Linked DNA regions of Zea mays: region 1 is linked to region 2. The links are chromatin contacts, called in public Hi-C maps. All regions are on one chromosome and are shown on one strand. Each heading gives the region's core, a stretch centred on a gene start, on an enhancer-like site or on the middle of the called end of the contact. The rest is flanking DNA. Distances are from core to core; before and after follow the strand shown.

Region 1 (6,348 bases), core at 2,701-5,200, 120 kb after region 2:
ACCAAATAAAGAGATGTCAAACACCTACTCAAGTAATTTTAGATGCTCAAACAGAGTGGCTGAATAAATGAGTATATCATCCATAAACACCAATACTCCTTTCTCAATAGATGCTAAAAAATCAAATTCATCACTACTTGAAAGTTATAGATACATTGGTCGGTCCAAATTTCATCAACGAAAACTCATATAGGCCATTATGTGTCTTAAATGTCGTCATATATGTATTTGTGGGAGTAATACAAATCTGGTGGTATGTAGTCGTAAAGTCAAAAGAGGAGAACCATTGAGCACTAGCCAACTCATCAATGAGCTCCCCCACAATTGGCATTTTGTGTTTGTCCTTTGTTGTTTGAGCATTCAGGTGCTTGTAATCCACACATAATCTACAACTTTCATCTTTGTTCCTTACTAGTAAAACTGAGGATGCATATAGACTTGCATTATGATTTATGATTGCATTCTACAACATTTTAGATAATTACTTATCAATACCATTTTTGAGGAGGAGAATGTCTATGGGTATTGTGTTGGATATCATTTGGAGCACAAATACAATGAATTGTGGATGAGCAACAATATCTCATAAACCGAATGACCAAGGTTATAAGGTCTCACTTGGTCTTTCAAACATAATTCTAAGCAAGTAACAAAGGTGAATTTGGGCTATTGTCGCACTCGACAAAACCGAATGTTCACTATACATGTACCATGATTGTAATCACATGCATAGCTTTGTCATATAGTGGAGATACCAAAAGCACAATGTTTTATTAAGATACAATAATGGTGTTACACAACTAATTGTATTAATGAAATGGTTAATTAACAATACTAGTAGACTCTTTTAGACAACTTCAATGGAAGATGACCATAGACTCCATAGGAACACCGACTATTTGACCACGTGACTAGAACTCATCGAAGTCTTGGAACTCCTGAGTCCAATCTCCAACTCCTCCGGTTTCTGACCAATAGTTGAATCGATTGCAATATAGTTGTTGCACAAATAGCAAGGGTGAGTACTTTTAGCACTCAGTAAGTATCATGTTTTAAGGGAAAGTGGATTAACTTTATAGCGAGCTAGCTAAATTAGTCACTTTTAGTAGATGAAAAGGTTTGAAATACATATACAAAATAAAAAGGCAACAACATAAAAGATAGAGAAAACACAAGGGGACAAAAATAATACTCCCTCCGTCCTAAAATATAGTTCTTTCCATTCCTCTTTTTTCCGTCCAAATTCGAATGAATGATAATAAATATAGACATACATGTAAACTACATTCATATGTTGATTAATGAATGTATGTTTAGTCTAAAACGAGTTGTACTATACATCTCTACATATAAAAAATCTCTTCTTGGCAGCATGGGCCTGATGTGGTGAACTTTACTACCATTATACGCATGCACATTTTATCATATGTTCCTGAAAGCACAATGCAACCAGTGGATAAATGCCCACTGAGTGTAATGTCTCAATATTCTATAAAACGCACAAAAGCCAAACTGAACCTATCATTCAGTGTGTACTCCTGTTTATATGGAGTTTGCAAGAAATCGTTGAGGAGTAACCATATAAATTTGAATGCTTCTACCTGATGTAGATGTGGATATACTTGGGATTAATATCACATCCACATTTGACTTAATGGCATTTGATCTATTCTCGGGACGCCTGCGAATATGATTCATCGGCCTTAGTCAAAGCATATGTTCTGATTGCAGATTCACGTGGTTTGTGATAACTTTCCTCCGATGAACTCATCATGTTGGTGATTTGCCTAACAAAGAGGTTCATCTTGATGATGAAGTTCCTAGCAATGCTCGCAATATCATTGTGCTGGGAATACAGAAGAATGAATCTTTCGTTTTTATAAATGACAAAGATTATTATTAAATGTGGGAGACAAATGTGTGGACACATATCTTGCCTCTCTAGATTGCAAACAGATCCAAAACAAAGTCCTAGGCATGAGTGGTTGAAGCTTTCTTATCGGGTCATTGATAATGCAATCGAGGCTGAACCAATAATCACAAAGTGAAAGTCGCGAGCTTTAAGTTTGGACATTTATGGGCACTATTGAAATAATGTGTGGTGACTGCGATGGTTCAAGTGGTCTTGTGAGAGACTCATCCCCACATATGTGTTGAATAAACATTGTTCCGCTATGTAATACTCTGGCAAATGGAATTAATTAAAATATGTGGTTAAAGGATTCAGAAGATCCATCATGAAATTCTAGGAGGACTCATATTCTTGAATTATAAATATGCAACATATAAATCTTATACCGAATAATACATTCTTGATGAATGATCACTCTTGCGAGTATAGAGAATATCTCCTAGTTGAGATTATATTTCCTTGATGGAACCTTTCTAGAAGAAACAAAGTCTGTGTTGAACACCAAAGTTTGATAATCCCTAAAAAGGGACAAAGACCAATATAGACCGAGAGGAATAAAATGAGGTACCAAAGGACTTAAAGTTCATCGAATAAGCACATGTGCATTCCATGAATTTTACTCATGGTATATTCCACTAGATGGGGAATTACGATATCCTCTAAAGCTCTGATGGCAGAATCCTAAATTGTTTAGGTGTCACTGACAAAATATCCCCATTGTGTTGGAATGACAGACTATAATTATGCATTTGATTGATGAGAATCCATGATGGATTACTATCATTGATGGACTTTTGTTACACCATCATAGAAGTTGCAACGAATGAATGCCTGTAGCGATGAGTCATATTTAGAATATGTACTATTGCCACTATAATATCCCCTAAGTCCTATAAAAGGACAAGTTATTTGCTTTGCACAACCATGCATACATTGTGGTGCATGATAGAATGAAAAGTGTAGCGCCCCAACCTCGTCCATCCTCATTATTCCAGATGAACAATGAGACATATATCTTGAAGAGTATGTTTGAGTTATGAGGGATAATGACTTTGACAAATGTTATCGTCAGGGGGAGTGAATGTTTATATTGATCACAATTGTGAGACACTGAATGTCATATTGTATGCCCTGAAAGCGTCAACTTGACGATAAATATGTGAACCCTCATGAAAGTTTCTATCATATAGATTCAGTCGATCGAAGACCACCGGTCAAAGTGGCTTATTTATGTTGATATGTGCACTTACCTCGTGTATCCTAGAAGTGAGTTGAGGTGACGTTTCTGAGATAATCCTTGCGACAATATGCAATCCATTTGCTAAATCTCTATGTGCATATACTTACAGAAGAAAATGTTTTGCCATATCGAGACAATTTTGCAAGGATTAGGGAAGCACATTTCTAAAGTTAGCTCTTGTAGAAGATTCGATAGAATCCAGATCTAGAAGATCGAAATCTATCCCGATGACAGTTGTTGTACTCTTTTTTCCTTGGTGAGTTTTCCTAAAGTTTCTCACATGAATTTCTTTAACGAGGCCACAAAGTGCATATATAATATGCATTGCCATGCGTTCTTTCTCCATATTTTTTACTGGGTTTTTGGAAGTTTTAACGAGGCATGTCTTTATCACGGTATTCACCGAGGGAGAGCATTAAGAAACCCTAATTAGGGTGATATGGGTAAATACCGAATTACCTCTGAGGACTTGTTCGGTTTAAGTTGGTTTGAGATGGATTGGAGAGGATTTAATCCTCTCCTATTCAAATTTGTAAAGAAGAGAATTTAATCTCATCTAATCCTTTCTAATCAATCCCTAACCGAAGAAGCCTCGGGGTCTCCTGTACACCAATCCCGATCGGGGCGTTGTGTCCTTAAGCGACAGAACGGGCGAGCGCGGCTAGAAGTGGGCCGTAGGAAGAGACCATACGAGGAGGAGCATTTGATGGTTGGACTGAATTCGTGCAGGTCTGCTGGCTCAACTCGGCTTTTGAAAGGTCCGCAGCCCGCAAGAAAACCAAAAGGTCCATTTCCTTCCTCCTACCTCAGCTCAGACGCTTCGCGACGGCCCTGCTGCTCCGCTCTGCGTTCCCCGTTCCTTTCCTCGTGTGCTCTCCTTTCCTCGTGTGCGGCACGCCAAGGCAGCAAGCGATCCTTCCAGAATGCTCCTCCGCGTCGGCCGCCGGGCCGCGCTCCTCCTAGCCGCAACCGCCGCCTTCTCGCGCCTCCGCGATCCCGACACAGCCGTCTACGTTTCGGCCTCCCCGCCGCAGCCGCCACGCCAGGCCTTTTCCTCCTCCGCCGCCGCCGAGGGCCTCCGCTCCGGCACCTGCCTCTTCTCCCCGTATCTGCTCCCATATCCGTTCCAAGGTCCGTTTTCGCCACCCCCTCCCTCGCCTATCTACATCGGTACACCCTAGACCATCGGATAGACTGTCTTTTTGCTGCGTGGCGGAGTCGGGAGTGGTTGCCTGTCCAACTGTCCAAGGTGGTTTGGGTTCGAGGTTTTTGGAATGCCACTCGATTGGGCTTGCGTTTGCTCTCTGCTAGACATCCATCTGACTATCTGCGTACGGCGTTATGCGCATTGGCGGGTCTCGTTACTTCAATTCAGTAGAGGGACCTGTGGTTGGACTCAAGTTTTCAGCCGTACTTTGAACTACTATAGTCAATGGACCAATGTATGTCGAGACGAACACAAGTTGTAATGTGCAAAGGCATGCCATAAAAAGTTGCAGGTGTTGGATCATCCAGATAGGTGGCTGTTTTTAAATATCATAGCATCAGCCTGCTTGCAAGGTCTTTGTTTGAGTCCGGGGAATAATCCTTTTTCACAATATGATAAACTTTGATTTTTACCTATGTGCATCATAGTTACAGTTGACAGATTAGCACCTTCAAGGTGTCCTTAGTAACTCTGATGAGACTGATGCATTTTTGTTTTACCTGAATCTGCAGTTGCCTTGTTTGTTGTTATCTTCGCCTGGGTAAGATAGAGCTCTGTATCAAAGATCTTACTGTGTCCAAATGTGTTTGTAGGGTTCCCAGTACTGAATACCTTCACGTCTGCATCGGTTTCACCTGCTAACAATGGCGACCAAGGTTCTGACGGAAGCTCTGGTGATCCAAGATGCTGCCCAGCGTGTCTAGGCAGGAATTCGATTGCCAAGGCGGCATCTGCAGTTGGTCCTGCTGTTGTAAACATTTCTTCTATGCATGGTGAGAACATATCCGTCTATTTGAAAACTGTCAAATTCCTCACCAGTGTTGTGGCTATGTGCAGTGAACTTCTCGAATTACCTTTTGTAGATATGCATGGATGGGTAAACGAGCAGAGCATTGGATCTGGAACTATAATAGATCCAGATGGGACTATATTGACATGTGCGCATGTTGTTGCAGATTTTCAAAGCACAAAAGCAATTGTGAGGAGAAAGGTTGCTAACTTGGCACTACACAACCCTTACATGTTAACTGTGTAAACACACTATCCAGTGTCAACCACTTATCATTGGTCATGTGTACAAATGTGAAGCATGCATTTGGATTGCTTACTTGAACAACAATTTGTGTCAATTTGGTAGCTCATTCTTTGCTAAATTTCAGACACTAGTACTGAAGGGTTGATTTAACTCCATATTAATTCTAGTATTTTTATATTTATTCTCATTGGGAAGAGTTTGGTGGTGGTAGATGCTAGAATTTTTGTATTTCTTACCTAGTTAGGGTAGTTGTCTTGATTTATTTAAAAATTGTCTCTTAACTTTATAATCTAGTCAACTCAATGTCCTTAATTCTTTTACCTTTCTTTTAAGACGAGATTGACCACCAATAGTTTATCTACCAAGTACTAGGTTTAATGTTCTAAACTTAGTGATCCAAATCCCCAAGCTATAGTATCATGGATAATTACATTGCTTGCTGCAGAGTATGATATGCATATGTGCTTGAGATCATTGATTATGATTTGACTGAGGTTATTATTTTTTACACACATCTGTTTCCATCCTCGTCTTTTCTTAGAGAGTTGAATATTCTTACAGGTTAGTGTGACTTTACAAGATGGTCGTGAATTTGAAGGTGTTGTCCTTAATGCTGACCGCCTGTCTGACATTGCCGTTGTGAAGATTAAGTCGATGACCCCTTTACCTGCTGCCAGGCTTGGATCATCATCTCAACTTCAGCCAGGTGACTGGGTTGTTGCTCTGGGCTGTCCACTTTCTCTTCAGAACACAGTTACAGCTGGTATTGTCAGGTTATGACCTAATAATTTTTATTCAATTTACTCACATGAGTGATCATTAATATTACTAGTTTCATGAAAAATTTGCATGCTGTTGACTAAAACTGTCTGTGTTGACTTTTTTCTTTGTTGTAGCTGTGTTGACCGGAAAAGCAGTGATCTGGGTCTTGGAGGATTACGAAGGGAGTATCT
Region 2 (6,186 bases), core at 3,460-5,959:
TCCTAGTCATTTTTAACTAGGAGGGGATTTAATTCCCTTCAATCCCCCTCTGGATTGGTGTAACCGAACATGCCCTAAGGTGGCTCACAAGCCTACCAGACCATGTAGTGCTATGTTGTGACATTATATTGATTTATTTTCTTATTTTTATGGATCTAATGTTATATTTAGTTTAAATTATGTTCCTAAATTTTAGTACATATTTTTTTATTTTATATACAATGAAAACATACAATTTATGCTTTAAATTGGACTTAGTGTGCCGGCTGGTGAGTCTAAACGAGCCCGAGACGAGTCTGATCTCCGAAATCGCAATGCGATCGAGTCAAGCTTGACTTGCTAGGTGACCGAGCCGCACTGAGACGAGCTGAACCGAGCTTGGCTCAGCTTGTTTCTAGCCCTAGCTCCAGACAATCATTGACCGGGTTGGAGATGTGGGTTTGGCCCTAACTAGAGTTTAGATAATGTCACATTAAATATTTAAATATCAACTACGAGTATTGTATCAGGTTAATTATGTTTAATAAATTCATATCGTCTTTTATTTTTATATATGTAATTAGCTTTATAATTAGACTATATTTAATACTTGTAATTACCATTCAAATATTTGATGTGACAGTGCACAAGCTAAAGAGCAAAGGTAGAAATTCCGAACTCCTGTGAATGCGCCGGTATTTTTACTGAGGTATTTAGAACCGCGCAAGGTTCTGACTAATCCTCGTTGGTTCGTTTACGCAAAGGGAAGCCCATGCGAAGGGCAAGCACCAGGATAGGTAACTTCGTAGAGAGCTGCATGTCTTCTTCACGTGCAAGTGGTGCTCCGTTTCCAACCTTCTCTTGGGCGCTCCCCGACGTCTTCACTATCGAGCTTTCGATCGAAACGTCGCGAGCCTCATTCCCTTAGATACACGGAGGCGGCTACACCACAAATGCGGTTGGTGTGGTCTCACAAAACATCGTCCCACTCGGTACAAATATTACAACGGCTCTTGTAAGAGTCGAGAGGTCTTATGGGTTTTCTAAACTCACTCAACTAATTAGGAACAACCTAGAGAAAGCGCATAAGCAGTCTAACTAATCTAAGCACTTCGCAAAGCACCTATGCTAATCATCGAGTGATTCTATTAAGCACTTGAGTGTTTGAAGCCTTAGAGATGTGTATCACATGTGTTGCTATATTGCTTGGGCACCCACACCTTCATGTGGCCGACCAAGGGGTTATATATAGAGCCCCCATCCAAATAGACCCATTCGAGGAATCTTGTTGTCCAGCGACGCACCAGACCAAGGGTCCGATGCCTCCATGTCAGATAGTTGTTGGCTTTTGACTGCTACAACCGCGGTCCGGTGTGCCTCCCGTACGGTCCAGTGCCCGCCATGTCAGATGGTTGTTGGTCGACTAGCCGTTACCGACCGTTGGGACCGGTCCGGTGCCCCAGCTTGCCAAAAATCTGAGAATGCCTTCCTAGCAAACCAGTCTGGTGCCTTGGTTCGGTGCGCCATCTGCACTGTCCGGTGCACCCAGTTTTAGCCCATCTTCTATTTCTTCAACTTCCTTTGTTTGGGCTCTTTTGGTCTTGTGTCTTGGACTTGTGTTGAATATTTGTAGATCTTTCATGAGTCAAGTTTTATTTTGAGGTGTTGCATCTTCATAACCTTAGTCCAATCCACTTCACATCCTATGAACTACAAAACACAAACACTTGCACACACATTAGTTCATTGGTTATGTTGATCATCAAACACCAAAATCACTAAGTCAAATGGGCCGAGGTCCATTTTCCTTACAATCTCCCCCTTTTTGGTGATTGATGACAACACAACCAAAGCAAGCAAATATTAAATAACAAAAGCAAATATGCACTCTACTTGCTATGAATGCATGTGCATAGGCAAGATGAATAAGATACCAAATTGAAAGATGCGTGGTCTTATAGAAAATTAAACACATTCTTGCTTATGCAATATAGTCTCTAATGTGTGAATATGGACTTAAGCCTCCCCCAACTCCATAATCCACATACTTCTTATCTAGGACCAAAACCAACATAAGCAACCACTTGAAAGATCATAAACCAATTGAAAGGCCATAAAAATTTCAAAATGGTGTTTTTTGGTATATGATGACTTTTGGTTTGCTTTGGTTAATAAATTTCTCCCCTTTGGAACTAATTACTGAAAAGGAAGACATATTTAAGCATATAGGAAGCTAAATAAGAGTGTTGCCCTCTAAAAATGTTTCTCCCCCTAAAAGAAGGTTCACCCCATTTGGAAAAGCAATCTCCTCCTTTGAGGAAAAACATACTTCCCCTGTCGGAAAACTCTCTACTAAGGAAAAGCACAATAATTACAAGCGAGAGGAAACAAGACATGATTGAAGTACACTAACGCCCCCTTAATCTATGTATAGTTAAATGATAAAGGATATTCTAGTGATACCAAATGAAAAAATGAGAAGCATATGCATATTTGGCAACATTGGGGGCATGAGATTTGAAATGACATAGTCTATTCAAAATGCGGGGAAGACATATTATTGATACCAAATGTGGAATGGTACCACTTGAAGATGAAGAGGTCTTGCAGTGGAAGCTTCTTGTGTTTCTCTGGTGACTCTATTTTCCTTCAATTAGACTACTACACACATGATAGGCTTGAAAAGCCGTGTTAGTCTCAAAGACTCATATTATAGAGTGACCTCCCCCTAAAAGTTTGAGAGCACCTAGAGGGGAGGGGTGAATAGGTGATCATGCAACATTAGCTCTAAACAACACAAACTTGATTTATAAAATGTGTTAGTGAGAACGAGAACCAAGTTAGGATGAGGAGATAGGAGAAAAGAGATCTAGGGGTCCCTTTTATATCCCCAAGTTTGTGTCCCTTTTATAGCCCTAAGGAGCCTACGAGCCATTGGTTCTTCATTTGGGAAGCAATCAACCTTTCCTATCTGCGTGTGCACCAGGCTATCCGGTCGCCGGGTACCATAATTAGAGGTACCTAGATCACAACCCTATAGTGCCTAGACGCTTGAGTAAGAAGGGGTCATAAGCAAACACGCTCCCAATCTTACTAAGGCACGAGGGACCTAAGTCACGACTCACCGGAGGTGAATACCAAATGTTGGGGACCTGCCAAAAGCTCCTCCAAGAAATTAACCAACACAATTAAAGTGAAGTTGTCCTCCTTTCACCTTCTTCGAAGGGTTCGGAGGTTTCAAGGACACGGGAGAAAAATAGAAAAATAAGCGTGAAAGTTATAGCGTATGAGTTGGAATAGCATACACGAAGTGTGTATCTGGTTTGTCGGGATCAGTTCATCTTCTTCATTTTTATTATTATCACACAATGCTAAGATGAAAAAATAATAGATGTCTTACAAAGACCTTGGAATGTTATACTTGGAAGTTCTGCTGAACGGTTTCGGCCCTTGAAGACCGCAGATCCCCGGACAACGCTCTTTATGCATAAAGACATGTTCAATTATTTTCAATCCATATGGATATGAATTGGAGCGGATCGATACGGATTGAGAGAGATTTTAACTTACTAGGGATTAAAACCACTCAGTCCTCCTCAATCCATATAAATTAGGGTAGATTCGAACATGGTCTAAAGGTGCTATAGACTCGGAACATATAACATACTCCCTCCGTTTCTTTTTATTAGTCGCTGGATAGTGCAATTTTGTACTATCCAGCGACTAATAAAAAGAAACGGAGGGAGTATATAAGTGACCGGCCATTGTAGCAGCAGAGTGGTACCACTGTACACATATTTCTACGATCGAGACTACATACGTCTCTAGTTAGAATTATAAGAATGCCCTATTCTCTATATCAAGACTTTGTGTCAATTATGCCTTTCGGCAAAGAAGATGTATCGTGACATCTTTTCCTCATTCGTAGTTTTCTTGCCGTATATATCCAAAGGTGCCCCCCAATCTTGGTCAACCTTCGGCTCGACATTCGTTGATGAAGAGGCAACTAAAGTTTCTAATTCAGATAGATCGAAGAAGGTATCTTTGTGAAACTGCAATTTTCGTTCTCTTGGACTAAAAACCTTCTCTCTGCTCTAACAACATATGCATAACTAGACGTATCAGATTAGCTTTACGGTGCTGGTGTTGACAGTATACCTGACCCGGCCGACCTGTGACACCGACACCACCGCACGATTCCAGTATTCTCTTTTCGCCGGATAACATGGTTGCTTGATTGGAGTGAGTGTTTTTTTTTTGTTCCAATGGGGGACACTAGCTATGCAGACTGACTGATTGATTGATTATTTGTTGATGGTGGTATGCACGCAGACAGAAATGGTTCTAGAAGCAAATCAAGGGGGTTTTATTCTATGCAAGTTGCTTTTTAACTGTACATGTCATGTGATTTGCTTTGCTTTGCTTTACATCTCAGCGCGCGTCTAGAGAAAACTTTTCTGCCCTTTTTTTTCCTCAAGTGGCGCAAGCATTATTTGGTGTTGGGACGATGGATCGTGCATGTGCTCCAACGTCGCTACCGAGACGCTGCAGCTGCCTTCTAGAAGCAAAACTAATACTCCCTCCGTTTCTTTTTATTTGTCGCTGGATAGTGTAAAATTACACTATCCAGCGACAAATAAAAAGAAACGAAGGGAGTACTAACTAGTAGTAGGGGCCAGGGGGCATCATATCAAGCAGGCATGGGACGGATGGACATGGACCTCTTTTGCCAGCTATAGGACTTATTGGGACGTGGACGGATGAGTCAACAAAAGCAATCACGGCTATTGTAAAAGGGCCCAGCACCAGCAGAACGATGAAAAGCCTATGGGGCCCTGTCAAAGAAAGGTGATAATTTATGGGTAAACAGAAACAAGGTTGTGTTTGTAGTAGTTTAATTTAGCATGGCACTCAGATCAGGAAAAAATTGCTATTTTGTCACTTTCAGTTTTGACTCTCTATTATTATGGCATCCCGTGTTTGTGTCTGTAACTGGTAGGACCATGTGTGTTTATGATTTTGTTGCCCCAATGACATACCGGCGAAGCCCACAATGATAATGGCAAAATTGCAAATGTCTCGATCAGGGTTGTTTTTGCAAATAGTTCTTCATAGATCTATTTTTCTGTTCACGTTCGAATGAATGATAATAAATATAGACATGCCTACAAACCACATTCATAAATTGATTAATGAATGTGTATTTAACAAAAAAGAATTATATCTTAAAATGGATGATGTACTAAGAGCATGCTTCCGAAACCTTATCCGACAAAGATCCGGATAGTAGCCAATAAGATTTCTAGGGAGCGTCTCCATGTGACTACTCGTTAAACAACTATATCATCTACTTCCTAGCGACCATTTGAGGGGTTGCACATCATCAACTCTTCAATCAATCTGTACAGCTACACGAACTGAGGTAATGGCTCTACTTCGGTATACTTCTTTGAGTCTTCTTTATTTTTATATTGTTCATAATTAAAATGATGTTAAACATGAACATGTGTAGAAATCATGTTGTCACTGCTCCACTGACAATATGCATGGCAATGATTTATTTACATAATTTTGGAATTAAAATATATTATACAATGCCATATTTATCTAACAATCCAAAAATACTTGTGTAGGCATTTGGTAGTTGGCTCTGCTTCAACAACAAAACCCAATGTATTTGATGGTCCCAATTACAAATATTGGCATGAAAAGGCTATGACGTGGTTGATAACTATGAACATTATCGGTGTCACATAGGGAAAACCCGTATAGCTCACTCAAGAGTAGAAGCGTGCTTTCATGGCAGCCGATAACCTATTTTGAGGTGCCATTGTAAGTGTTCACGCTAATAATCTTAGGGGCACGTACCTAATATTACCAATAGGAAAAGATGCGCCGGAAGCACTTGAGGCAAAATCTGGGGTCTCAGATGCTAGCAATGAAATATATGTTATGGAACAATTCTATGACTACAAAATGGTTAATGGGCATTGTATAGTGGAACATGCCCAAAAAAATCAGGGGCTAGCAAAAGACCTTGAACACTATTGTAAAGATGTTCCATGTGTGTTAACATAAGCTTGTGGCATGAGACATAATTGAAAAGATACCACCTTTTTGGAGGGATTTTGCTACCACTCTAAAACACAGGGGGCAAGAGTTTTGTCGGTGTTTCGACCCCGGGGGGTCCCTGGACCGACGAGTAAA

Evidence for each region. A called contact is a pair of places that touch in the nucleus more often than the background predicts.
Region 1: a Hi-C map of leaf shows a contact between it and region 2, with 5 times the contacts expected there. The contact joins the promoter of LOC100277723 here to the enhancer-like site in region 2. A contact is called at or near these places in 3 of 25 Hi-C or Micro-C datasets (leaf and tassel).

Annotation. Positions count from the first base shown.
Region 1 is chr4:12,913,619-12,919,966 of Zm-B73-REFERENCE-NAM-5.0, forward strand. LOC100277723 reads left to right here and starts at 3,951. Exons shown (of 9, transcript NM_001151218.2): 1 at 3,951-4,283; 2 at 4,953-5,132; 3 at 5,223-5,350; 4 at 5,957-6,168; 5 at 6,292-6,348. The coding sequence starts at 4,076.
Region 2 is chr4:12,797,497-12,803,682 of Zm-B73-REFERENCE-NAM-5.0, forward strand. No RefSeq gene overlaps it. Among protein-coding and RNA genes, the nearest start is that of LOC100383172, 32 kb to the left of the region's middle. Within about 2 kb of position 4,710, at least 16 of the 20 cell types and tissues checked have an H3K27ac peak or open chromatin away from gene starts, as enhancers often do. A contact at or near this core is called in leaf and tassel, where this site is marked.